Linked DNA regions of Sus scrofa: all the other regions are linked to region 3. Evidence: chromatin contacts called from public HiChIP or PLAC-seq data. All regions are on one chromosome and are shown on one strand. Each heading gives the region's core, a stretch centred on a gene start, on an enhancer-like site or on the middle of the called end of the contact. The rest is flanking DNA. Distances are from core to core; before and after follow the strand shown. Region 1 has its middle 31 kb from the start of COL5A2. Region 2 overlaps LOC110257192 (a long non-coding RNA gene). Region 3 overlaps GULP1 (PTB domain-containing engulfment adapter protein 1).

What was found. HiChIP or PLAC-seq counts read pairs in DNA pulled down with a chosen protein or histone mark.
Region 1: a contact with region 3 is called in an H3K27ac HiChIP or PLAC-seq map of skeletal muscle, with 9 times the contacts expected there. The contact joins two enhancer-like sites. A contact is called at or near these places in 1 of 47 Hi-C or Micro-C datasets (embryonic fibroblasts) and 1 of 2 datasets of contacts at active chromatin or transcription factors (skeletal muscle).
Region 2: an H3K27ac HiChIP or PLAC-seq map of skeletal muscle shows a contact between it and region 3, with 5 times the contacts expected there. The contact joins two enhancer-like sites. A contact is called at or near these places in 1 of 47 Hi-C or Micro-C datasets (embryonic fibroblasts) and 1 of 2 datasets of contacts at active chromatin or transcription factors (skeletal muscle).

What each region holds. Positions count from the first base shown.
Region 1 is chr15:93,787,637-93,791,626 of Sscrofa11.1, reverse strand. It overlaps a transcript of COL5A2 not described here. Among named protein-coding and RNA genes, the nearest start is that of COL5A2, 31 kb to the right of the region's middle. Within about 2 kb of position 1,651, at least 32 of the 83 cell types and tissues checked have an H3K27ac peak or open chromatin away from gene starts, as enhancers often do. A contact at or near this core is called in skeletal muscle, where this site is marked.
Region 2 is chr15:94,126,753-94,130,438 of Sscrofa11.1, reverse strand. The region is part of intron 1 of LOC110257192 (a long non-coding RNA gene); the gene reads left to right. Among named protein-coding and RNA genes, the nearest start is that of SLC40A1, 33 kb to the left of the region's middle. Within about 2 kb of position 1,863, at least 12 of the 83 cell types and tissues checked have an H3K27ac peak or open chromatin away from gene starts, as enhancers often do. A contact at or near this core is called in skeletal muscle, where this site is marked.
Region 3 is chr15:93,201,187-93,204,783 of Sscrofa11.1, reverse strand. The region is part of intron 5 of GULP1 (PTB domain-containing engulfment adapter protein 1); the gene reads right to left. Among named protein-coding and RNA genes, the nearest start is that of DIRC1, 210 kb to the left of the region's middle. Within about 2 kb of position 1,418, at least 18 of the 83 cell types and tissues checked have an H3K27ac peak or open chromatin away from gene starts, as enhancers often do. A contact at or near this core is called in skeletal muscle, where this site is marked.

The DNA.
Region 1 (3,990 bases), core at 402-2,901, 590 kb before region 3:
CACTGTCACTGTACACCTCCCCTCCCCCAAGCAGTTGGTCTCAAATCAGGCTACCAGAGTTTTCAGTGAATACTTGCTGGCAGCAATTTTGGGATTGTCTTATTTGTCCAATCCATCAGATACCTCTTGGCCTTCTCTGACTTTCTCCTGCACAGTTTCCCATCTCATACAGGTTAGAGGCTATTGGTGATTTGTTCCAACACACTTGTATATTGCTGTCTAATTTTGTTGTAAATGTTGTCCATGGGTTTTTTGTTTTACTCTCTAGCTCTTTTGTCCATTTTTATATAGATTTTATAGAAGATCCAAAAACGATGGTGTCCCTACTTCTGTCATCTTCCCAGAGTTCCCCTGGGTACTTTAATTTTTAATTTTTGTCAATATGAAATATAAATGGTACCTCATTGTTCTTTTTTTTTTTTCTTTTTTTTGTCTTTTTAGGGCCACACTTGTGGCATATGGAAGTTCTCTAGCTAGGGGTTGAATTGAAGCTGCAATCGCTGGCCTACATTACACCACAGCCACAGCAATGCTAGATCCGAGCCACATCTGCAATATACCACCACAGCTCATGGCAACGCTGGATCCTTAACCCACTGATTGAGGCCTCATGGATACTAGTCAGGTTCATTACCACTGAGCCACAATGGGAACTCCTGTTTTTAACTGTTTATTACTTGATGTTTAGTAAGCCTGATATTTTCTTATGTATTTTTTCTTTTGTGTATGGCCTGTTTGTAGTTTTTCTATTAGAGTCTTTGCCTTTTTCATAATAAGTAGAAACTCATTTTTTCCCCCCTTTTTTTTCAGCCACACATGTGGCATATGGCAGTTCCCAGGCCAGGGATCGAATCCAATCCTGTGGCAATGCCAGACCCTTAACACACTGTGCCGGGCTGAGGATCAAACCAGCAACACCACAGAGACAAGCCAGATCATTAACCCACTGTGCCACAGTGGGAACTCCTGTAAGAACTCATCCTAAGACGTAAATCTTAATTCTTATCTATCACATCACCATCATCATCATCATTTTTAACAGTGTGGCATTTATCATCTAAATTTGTGTTGACATTGTTTTAAACTAAGTGAATTAATTTTTCAAATTTTTTCTATATTGACTTTGGTTACATTTAGAGAGACCCACCCACTGGTTGATGAAAAGTTTGATAAGTTTTACTGATGAAAAATATTTAATTAATGTCACTTCAGGATGAAGAACCATGAAATCTTGGAAAGCAGCACATTTTCTTAATAGGAAATGGCACCAAACAATGTTATTTCTATTTGTAGATGGTCTCTGCATGTTATGGTCTATTAAACAAGTAATAACTCAGGTTTTTGCAGTGCCTCATTCTTTAAAAGAAAATGACTTCTTTCGCTTATCTAATTGAGGCTCATGATAATTCATATGCTTAGAAAAATAACTGCCTAAAGTCAGCAGCAATGGATTTCTTTTCCAAGTGAATTCTGCGTAATTATAAATCTCTTTTGTTGTTAAGAGCTCTGTAGATTAGTATTAGCAACTATAGTTAAAAAAAAATTGTGGACAAACCAGTGAACGGACATTTGCCAGGAAATGGATTGTTTGCAGACTGCTTGGCAGAGATCCCTGTAAAGAAGCACATCTACCCCCACCCCTTTACTCTGCTTTTCCTGCCTGCTCTGTTCCAAAGAAGCAAATGTTTAGGCACATTTGAACCATCAAAACGGGAAGTTTCTACTACTCTGAACAAAATAAATGATAAAGACCAGATGATATTTAAATATTACCCATTTTTTCTACAGTTGACATCTTTACATTTTTAAAAGTATTCTAAAAGGTCACCCTTCCATAGGCTTTTCTCTGTTTGATATTAAGTTAAAAGTTTAAGAAAGCTGTAAAGCACTCTTACGTAATTTGTGGAATTATTTCTTGGATGGAAGTTTTTTCTAAAAAAATGTCTCTTTAAGTAAAAATTTTTAGTTCTTATGATGCTGCAATTCTGGTGAGTCAGAAACAAACCATATTTGGACTTTCAGTTTTCCCCTTTCAATGGCTTCCTCTGACTTTTTTTTTTTTTTTTTCCAAGCTTAACAAATGTAAAATATTTTAATCAAGTGAAAACAGACGAAATGTGACTCATTCTGCTGGGCTAGAGATTGGTTTGCTGATGTCATCCCATTCTCTGCCGCCAAATCACTCTAAGCCAAAAAATCAATCTAGAAGATCCTGCATTTCAGTGTAGGAAGGAAAGCATTTTGTTTTAAACTCTCTTTTATCTCCCCATTCCCTCTCCTTTATGTTTCCTCAAAAAGCCCCCAAAACTTGAATAATTTCATACTTTGCTTTGTGTCTTTTACCGCATACATTTGCTTTCAGCCCCCGTGTCTCTATTCTACGGCTTAATATATATTTCTTCGAAGACTGTTTGCTATTCTTTGTGTAGAAAAGAGAGCCATAAGATTTATACTTAGCAGCTTGAAAACTCTGCTCACTCTTTCTACAGCCTCCCTTTTAGGACAGGCATTACTATCTGTTTTCATGACTTTATCTACCATCTTTATTCTGAGAGCTCTGAAATCTTTATCTTTTTTAGGAACTGCTTTAAAGGACCTGACTCAAATTCGACTTTCAAGGGACATCAATCCTCAGATGTCCCTCAAGCACCTTTTAATTCAAAATATTCAAAACTGAATTAATTATTCCTACTGAGCACCCAAAACTGACCTTTTAAATATTTTTTTTGTGGTTAATATTAATAGCTTCATCATCCTTCCAGTCACCAAAACTAGTCTCTGAAGTATTTTTTTAAAGCTCTCCTCTCCATGAGCCTTCTGGTTGAGTAACTGTTCATATATTATTGCTTCCTTCTCAGAAATAACTCAAGAATTTAGTCCAGTTTTAGTTGTTAAAAGGAAGGACTTTGGAACCAGAAGACTGGGGTTTAAATCCTGTCTCCACTATGACTACCTGTGTGACTTAGAGCTTATTAATTGAAATCTCCCTGGGTCTCAGTTTTCTTATCTATGAAATGGAAGTATAGTATGAAAGTACAGGGATAATGGATTTAGAAAGGTGCTTGGTATATTGTAAGTTCACCATACTCTTAGCTATTATTATTATCAGCATTATCATCGCCACAGATTCAGTGACTTTATCTCTTTTCTACAATATTGAAATGATCTTTTAAGTAATCTTCTAACTCCAGTCCTTACCACTCCATTTCCTAATCCAGGTAAAAAGTTTCTGTCAGTCAGAGTCCAGTTAGAACACTAGAAGTTATACTAAGTATTTCAACATAGAGAATTGAAAAGGTATTGAATAATAGTTATTAGAGGATTAAAAAAAGAAGAAGAAGAAGTAACCAGAAAAAAACAGAGCTCCTAAGGCTGAGGGAAGAGAGGCACAAGGCTGGGGTTTTCAGAAACTGGATGATTAAAGGAAAGGCCCTAGAAGGGGACTTGGGCTTGGAGGAAGTGGAGTTACCTGGAAGGTGCTGGTTCCTCCTAGGGGGGCCTCACAAGGAGGGTTTGAAAGAGCCAAAAGAAATCTGAGTGCCATCCTAGAGTAACTGACAAACCATGAAGCAACCAGCAAGGAGAGAGTCCCTTGTCCTTTTATCAATCTTCTGGTTTCGCTTTGTAGTCTCCTATTGACAGAATCTATCAGTAGGATAGATGGCAAAAGAGGGTGATTTTTAGAATCTCAACACTAGCATCCCAGGACAGAATATGGAAGGATGGATTGGTGATGAGAGTCAGTAGTTTAATAACCAATATAGTATGCTATCTAAAATACAGACCATCTCTCCTCCTCAGTTTGAAACCATTCAGTGGCTCCTCATTGCCTATGGAATAAAGTTTAGATTCCTTCTGGTCAAAATCTACTTTTTCAACTCTTTTTCCCAGCCTCCCTTTCTCTCCTTATTACTATTCCCACATCATCTCCTAGCTTCCAGCCCCCTCTTCACCATGCCCTTTGCTGTGTTGTCCTTGATTCATTCTCCC
Region 2 (3,686 bases), core at 614-3,113, 930 kb before region 3:
ATTGTCATTATAGAGAATAGATCCAGTTAGGGAAAAATTGAGTTCTTCATAATTTTGAATTTTCCTTTCCACTAAATAGGTGTATCATTCTGTTTATTCAAGTGTTTCTTTGTTTTCTTTAATAAAGACTTATAGTTTTATTCATACAAGTCCTTTTCACTTTTTGATACTGAATATTCTGAGCTAAGTCTTAAAGGATAAACAGGAATAGCCAGACAGAAAAGGAGAAAAATTGTTTGGTAGTACCTTGTTAGCTGCCAGAAGTCATAGTTTTGCTTGGAGCACTTCTAGTTCTAGAAATAATATTCTTCAGTCAATCCACATAAGATGCAAGCAGTAAACTTAACTGGGAAAAATATGTGCTCTTTCCTGCAAAGTAATAGTGGGCAGGCAGCCAGTGTAAGAAATATTTATGCAGCTGTTGCCTGAACTAATCCAAGAAACTTCTGGGGACTGGCAACAACATACATGCTCAGCTTCTTCCGAAACTATTTACTCATTAAAAAAAAGAAAACAAACAAACCCAAGGTCCAATATGCTTTCAACCCTTGTATATGAACCAAGGAGTTTGAATATGGATTGATGTGTGTTTGTGGGTGTTTTGAACAGAGCAGGAACTAGGCAATTTTGTGAAGTGGTTCCAGTTTTCTTTCATTTGCCATTTGATCTGATTTTCAGCCCATCTCACCTCAACTTCAGAACCATGGCCTTGAAATATCATCGCTATGGTTTAATTTCCTACCCACATATTTACATTCAGTGCCCTGTTCAAGCTAACACTAAGCAAGGGCTTCTCCCTCAGATACCTAGTCATGAAGAGCAGGTCTTGGTTAATCTGTGCTTAGCCAAGTGATAAACAGCTATGTGGTCCTCTCCTGTAGAATGTGCCTCAAAGCAATTTTTATTCAGAATTATCCTTCAGATCTCAGAATTTTAATGAGGTTTATGATCCTCCTTCCTGTGACACATTGTTCCTACTCTTTACATCACTGAGGGTTATAGGATTGTATCCTTTCCTTCTCTAAGCCCTTAACAATATTATGTACATTTGGGTAAGGGGACTCACTTCATTCTCAGGCATGAGTCCAACCTACATGCCAGCTTACAACCTAACTGTTGAAAAACATAATAATTAGGCCATTGCTTTTCTCGGTCCTACCAGGCCTATTGACCTGAGATCTCCTATGAAACAACCAGGAAACCAGACACTATCCAGCACTGTTCTCATGTTAATTAAATTTTTACACCTCTCCAACTTCAAAAATCCTGGCGGTTCCATTAATAAAATTGTTCCTTCTACTATTCAACGTAGCCTTACAGGGACTGTAGGAAGAATTACAAAAAGGTAATTAGAATACCACAATTTTTAAAAAAGATTCACTAATTTTTTAGGCAAAAAACAAATAAAAAATGTCCTAAACTTAGAAGTTGCCTTCTGCTGTTCTTCATCCCTCTCCTCCAAGTCCTCAGCCATTAGCAGCCCATGGACTCTTCACAAGAAGATTGTTAAGATATTTTAAAGATAAGGTTATATAATCTAGTGATCAACGTAATCTTAACAAAATAGATGTTTAGATCAAATAATAATTCAACCTTCTGCTCATCTATTGGTTGAGAAATTTATAACACAATTTCTTTGTGTGTCAGGTTGATATGCCAGTATCATCTGTAGTTAATAGTCTTTAATTAGTTATCTAATGAAAGCCTAGAGCAAGCCATTGAAAGGGCATATCGGGGCATAGAGAGTTGAATAGAACAGAATATTCATGTTTTATAAGCTTGGAATGTAGTATACAGGATAAGACAAACATGCTTATAACACTAAAGCAAGGCCTACTGGGGAGAAAGTCAGCTAAGACATTTGTTGAACATATACTGTGAACCCATCACTCTGTTAGGGTTGTGTTAAGTGGAACAATAGAGGTTTCCAATGACATATTAAGCCTCAGTGATCCTGGCATATTCTCAGAAAATGACTTCATGTAGAACATGGAATAAATAAGTCTTTGGCCTTAAAGAATGTGCTGTTTGGAATAGTCCATTTCTGTCAAGTCCATTTTTTAAAAAGCAAGTAGTAGAGTTCTCTTTTGGTGCAGCAGGTTAAGGATCCAGCATTTTCACTGCAGCAGCTCAAGTTGCTGCTATGCTGTGGGTTTGATCCCTGGCCAGGAATTTCCACATGCTTCTAATGCAGCCAAAAAAAAAAAAAAAAAAAAAAAGTAGTGTTCGGCCAAAGAAGGGGGGCATCTGTACAACAACGGCCAGAGAGAAAGGAAACCAGAAGAGAAATATTGATAGTATAGAGGTCACGAATGCCTCTGTTCAAAATTTATAGAGAATGTGGTAATCAGTTATGTTTTCCAGCTGAACTTTTGGAAGTGGAAGAAGCAGAGTATAGTTTAGAAAAGATCAAAGAGAGGCTGAGATAACAGGAAAAGTTTAAACCACATAGATGAAAAATAATGAGGGCCTGGACGAGGACAAGCCAGAGAAAGACCATTTGCAAATCAGAGGCAGAGACAACAGGCTTTCTAGGAAGACTGGATATATGAGAAGAAAGGAAACTACATATATGATGATTGTAGGGTTCCAAGCCTGGTTGAGTAGAAGAATAATAAATTAACAGAAACCATGCAATGGAGAGGAGGAGATGGCTCAGGGAGGAGGATGACATGATGCCATCAGGTGTGGTTTTATTGAGTTTCAAGTGCAAATAACTGGCCATATGAGTCTATAGTAGGTAGAGAAGTCAAGGCTAGAAATATCAACTTAGGAATCAAGTGCCTAAACCTGAGTATTGGAGTCAAAGTGTAAATGCAGTCCCAAGGATAGAGAAGGAAAAGGGGGAACAGGATTCCATAAAAGGTGGAGGAAATTCTACATTTAGTGGCTGGAAACTGAAGATGGCAAAGAGCAAGAGTAAGGCAGGAAAAGGAGCAAAACTGGAGAGCTAGGCATGGGAGCCAAGGAGTTTTAAGGAGGAAGGCCAGCAATGGCGAAGGTCACACAGTGATGGGACAAAGGTCTATTGGATTTTTATACCAAAAACCCACCCCCAAGTCAAGTCATACCCATTTTAAGAAATGACACTGCCTATCTTATCTGAAATGCTCTCATTCTTTTATTTTATCTCTTAAAATAAAGCTTAAGAAATTAATTTATCCATTTTCAGTTCTTGGAAATCAGTCTCTGAAAAAATCTAATTACAATGTCTAAATACTAAGCAAAGTTTTCTATAGCTTTTACCTGTTAAAGGCCTCATGTTCCTAAATAGGCATCCTTCCTCCAAATGCCAAGGACAGAGAGGATGGCATACAAGAGAAAAGTGAGAGAAAAGCATTCATTTACAATTTCTCTCTTTTTCTGTTAGTATGATTTTCTAAAAGATTGATCCAATTGATATAAAATATGGATTTTGCCCTGTAAAAGGTTGAGCTGCATCCTCTCAAAATTCATGTTAAAATCCTACCCCCTACCCCTGTAGCTCAGAATGTGTCTTTATTTGGAAATAGGGTTCTTGCAGATGTAAATAGTTAAGATGAGGTCATACTGGAGTTGGGTGGGCTCCTAATCCGCTATGCCTGGGTCCTTATATAAAGAGGAGATTTGGAGTTCCCATTGTGGCTGAATAGGTTAAGAACCCGACATAGTACCCATGAGGATGCGGGTTTGATACCTGACCTCGG
Region 3 (3,597 bases), core at 169-2,668:
GTGGCTCAGTGGTAACAAATCTGACTAGTATCCTTGAGGTAGCGTTTCGATCTCTGGCCTCGCTCAGCGGGTTAAGAATTCGGCATTGCTGTGAGCTGTGGTGCAGGTTGCAAATGCAGCTTGGATCTGGCGTTACTGTGCCTGTGGCATAGCCTGGCAGCTGCAGCTCTGATTTGACCCCTAGCCTGGGAATTTCCATATGCTGCGAGTTCGGTCCTAAAAAGCAAAACAAACCAAAAAAAAAATCAAAAAGAAAATCAGAATACTCATGCACTTAGTGGATGGAGTTTCTTCCTCTCTCTCTCAGCACTGTCAGATTTAGTGGTAGAAAAATTACAGAAGCTCAGTTAAATATGAATATTAAACAATGACTATTTTCAAAAATCTTTATTTTAGAATACACATATACACTCCACACACACACACACACACACACTTATATATAACATATATATGCTATTTAGTATAAGTATGTCCCATGCAATACTTGGGACACAGTTGTACCAAAAAAATCATTCATTGTTTATCTGAAATTCAAAGTTTACCAAGTGTCTTAGTTTTATTTGGCAATGCTACTCTCTCCCCACTTTCCTTCTTTCCGTCCTCCCCTGCCTACCTTTTTTTTTTCAAGAAACAGAAAAGAACCATTGGAAAATAATTTTATTCATTCTCCCCTTGTGAGGGCTTCAAAAGTTAGTTTCTAGTATAAAATTTTTCAGCATATGGCTCACCCTAACTTGATTCAAAATAGACTATACGTAAGGCAGGGTGGGGTTTCAGTCTTCTTTTGTGTGTCATATTTATTGCATTGTGCATTTCTTTCTAATTCAGGCCAGATGTGAATACACATGGTATAGTTCAGTCCCAGAGCAGAGAGTGGCTGAAGGCCTCTTTCTCTCTTCATGGCTTTGCACTGCATGGAGAATAATGTACTTAATGCATATAAGAATGCCTTGAAGTGTCTGCCTTGTTAGCCAAGACAGAGGGGGAATGGGGGGGTCAGGGGGTGGTTCTATTTCTTTTATTTCATTTTGGATGGTATAATTTTTCAGCTTGCTGTCTGTCCTGTTCTATAAATACAGACAGCTTTTTTTCTTGGTCTTCAGCAGTCTTACATTTTGCACATAAATTTGACTAATTCATGCCAGAGGAATTTTCTTTTTCTTTTGTCTTTAAGAAACTATGTTTTGCTTCAGTAAAGATCTTTAAAAATTATCCCAGCTCCCTCCCAAAGAAAGTGGATTAATTTGTTTCTTTTCCCTTCATAATCTTCTTCCTGTATTGGTATAATCAAAACAATTTGCGGGTTTTCACATATGGAGTCTGACAAAGTAAGTCAGCTGCTTTCCATCTATGGGAACGCATCTGAACAAAGCCATTCCCATGGTTGGCTGCAGAAGCAGTCTAAGCTGGCTTCCTGGGTGCTGCTCTTTTCCAGAAACAGACAATGAGCAATAGCTCCTTTTCCACATCTGGACACCACCGTTCCTGTGACCTCTTTTACTTTCCAAAAAGTACATCACAAAACAACCACTAATATTAAACTTATCTGTTGAGTTATTTCTTTTCTGCCCGGAAAAAAAAAAAAAAAAAAAAAAAAAAGGGAAGAAATAATGGAAAAAATGAACAAAGGGAGGAAGTAGGGGCTAGAAGTAGAAAAAACATGGGAGGGAGGAAGGGAAGCAAGAGAATGGGACAAAGAAAAAGAAAGGAACATAAAATACCTGGCCTACAGCTTGTGAAACCTTTTCCTCTGCTTCACATCAAGATAAAGTAATTGTGCTCAAAGAAGATTCAGAGGTCACCCAATCCAATCCTCCCATTTCAAAGGTGAGAAAGTAAGTCTCAAAGAAGTTATTTACTTGGATCATAACATGAATCTATAGCAATCAGGCCTAGAACCTAGTTCTGCTACCTACTAAATAACACTTTTCTTTTGCACAGCACATTTTCTGAGTTAGACAAAAAAAATTTCAGTTCTATTGTCATGTTTATCAAGGTTTTCACTGGTTACTGGCCTTGATTGTTGCATAGATATTGCAAAACATTTAAGCTTAAGGTTACATCTGTTCAATCTATATTTTAAACGGTTTAATATTCTCATTCCTGCCCTTATTTTTAAAATTTAAGATGACCATATTCTATAGTTTGCATGATCTACATTTCTTTTCCTACTTGGAGACCTCTCAACTGTGTTCCAGAACACTTCTAATTTACATTTTGAAGACACTTTCATTCTTACATTGTATTCTTTTTTTCTCCCTATTTATTACTGGAATGTTAATGCTAAACAGCCTTTTTGCAGTTTTATTTTCTATTTTTGCTCCACTGAATTTATCTTTTGGTCATCTAGATAGAGTGATTTAGATGACCAAAAAGCTTGAATACAATAGTCCAAAAAAAATAGTAAAAGGGGGTAAAGCCTAAGAATTTTGGAGGTTACCTGGATACAACAAACAAATAAAAACAAGCCTTTATCACCGCAAATGATGTGGAAGGATGAACTATTACTTGAAATACATAAAGTTCTTTGTAATAATATGCTACTGGTAAGTGGAATAGTTTAAAGAATACTAAAGGGAATGCAATTGAATTTTAATTATCATGATCACACAATTTCTATTCCTTTCTCGAAAGACTTTAAAAAAGTGAAATCTAACTAATTATTAATGGAATATACTTATTAGGCAATAAAATTAATGAATTAATTCTAATCCTGTTGTATGAATAAAAATAACTCACTATTAAAAACAAAATTCATTACAATAACAATGGTATTACATATGCACAAGTTAAAAGGGCTTTTAAATTACCACTTTTTGAAAAATTTGGTATTTTCTTAAATGGTAGACTAAACATGCATAAGTGGTAGAAATTGTTGAACATGACTGAGAAATGGAAAAATATGTTGTTCAGAGAATATTGAATTTCTGAAAGTAAACACTTAACAAAATTATATTTATGAAAACTTTATAAATTCTCCACAAAATTATAGAAAAATAGTACTCAATAAAATAAATCAAAGTTTAAAATTCTTCTTGGAAAACAGTTAAGCATCATTAAACACAGAAGGATTAAAAATACATTACTGAAAATCTTGGAAGGTTTCTAACATCCTGTATTAGCCTTAAATTTTGAATTTTTCTTTAATGTCAGAAGCCAATATATTAACATTGCAAACTTTAAAAAAATTATTAAATATAAATATAATGTTACCTTATGTGGCAAATAAAATTACTGAACCATAGTGAATTTAAAAAGTAATCAGGAAACATATGTTTAAGAAAAATAAGCAGGAAATTAAAATGGGGGATGTGTCAAAACTGAATTAATAAGCAAATTTCTTTCTTTTTTTTTTAAGTAGAGCCATAGCACCATCTTCTGGCCATTTCTTCATGACAACAGAATTAAAGAGGAGCCAGGGACTAAACTCTTAAATGTAAATACTTTTGTATACTCTTGAATTGTAGTATCTAACCTTTGACACAAAGAAACCAGAAAATATTAAAATAAAAAGGCTTGTTTTCTTCATTTTCATTGGTTTATGAATCATTATCCTTAGATATACTTTCCTGATCTATAAAATTTTTGCAATCA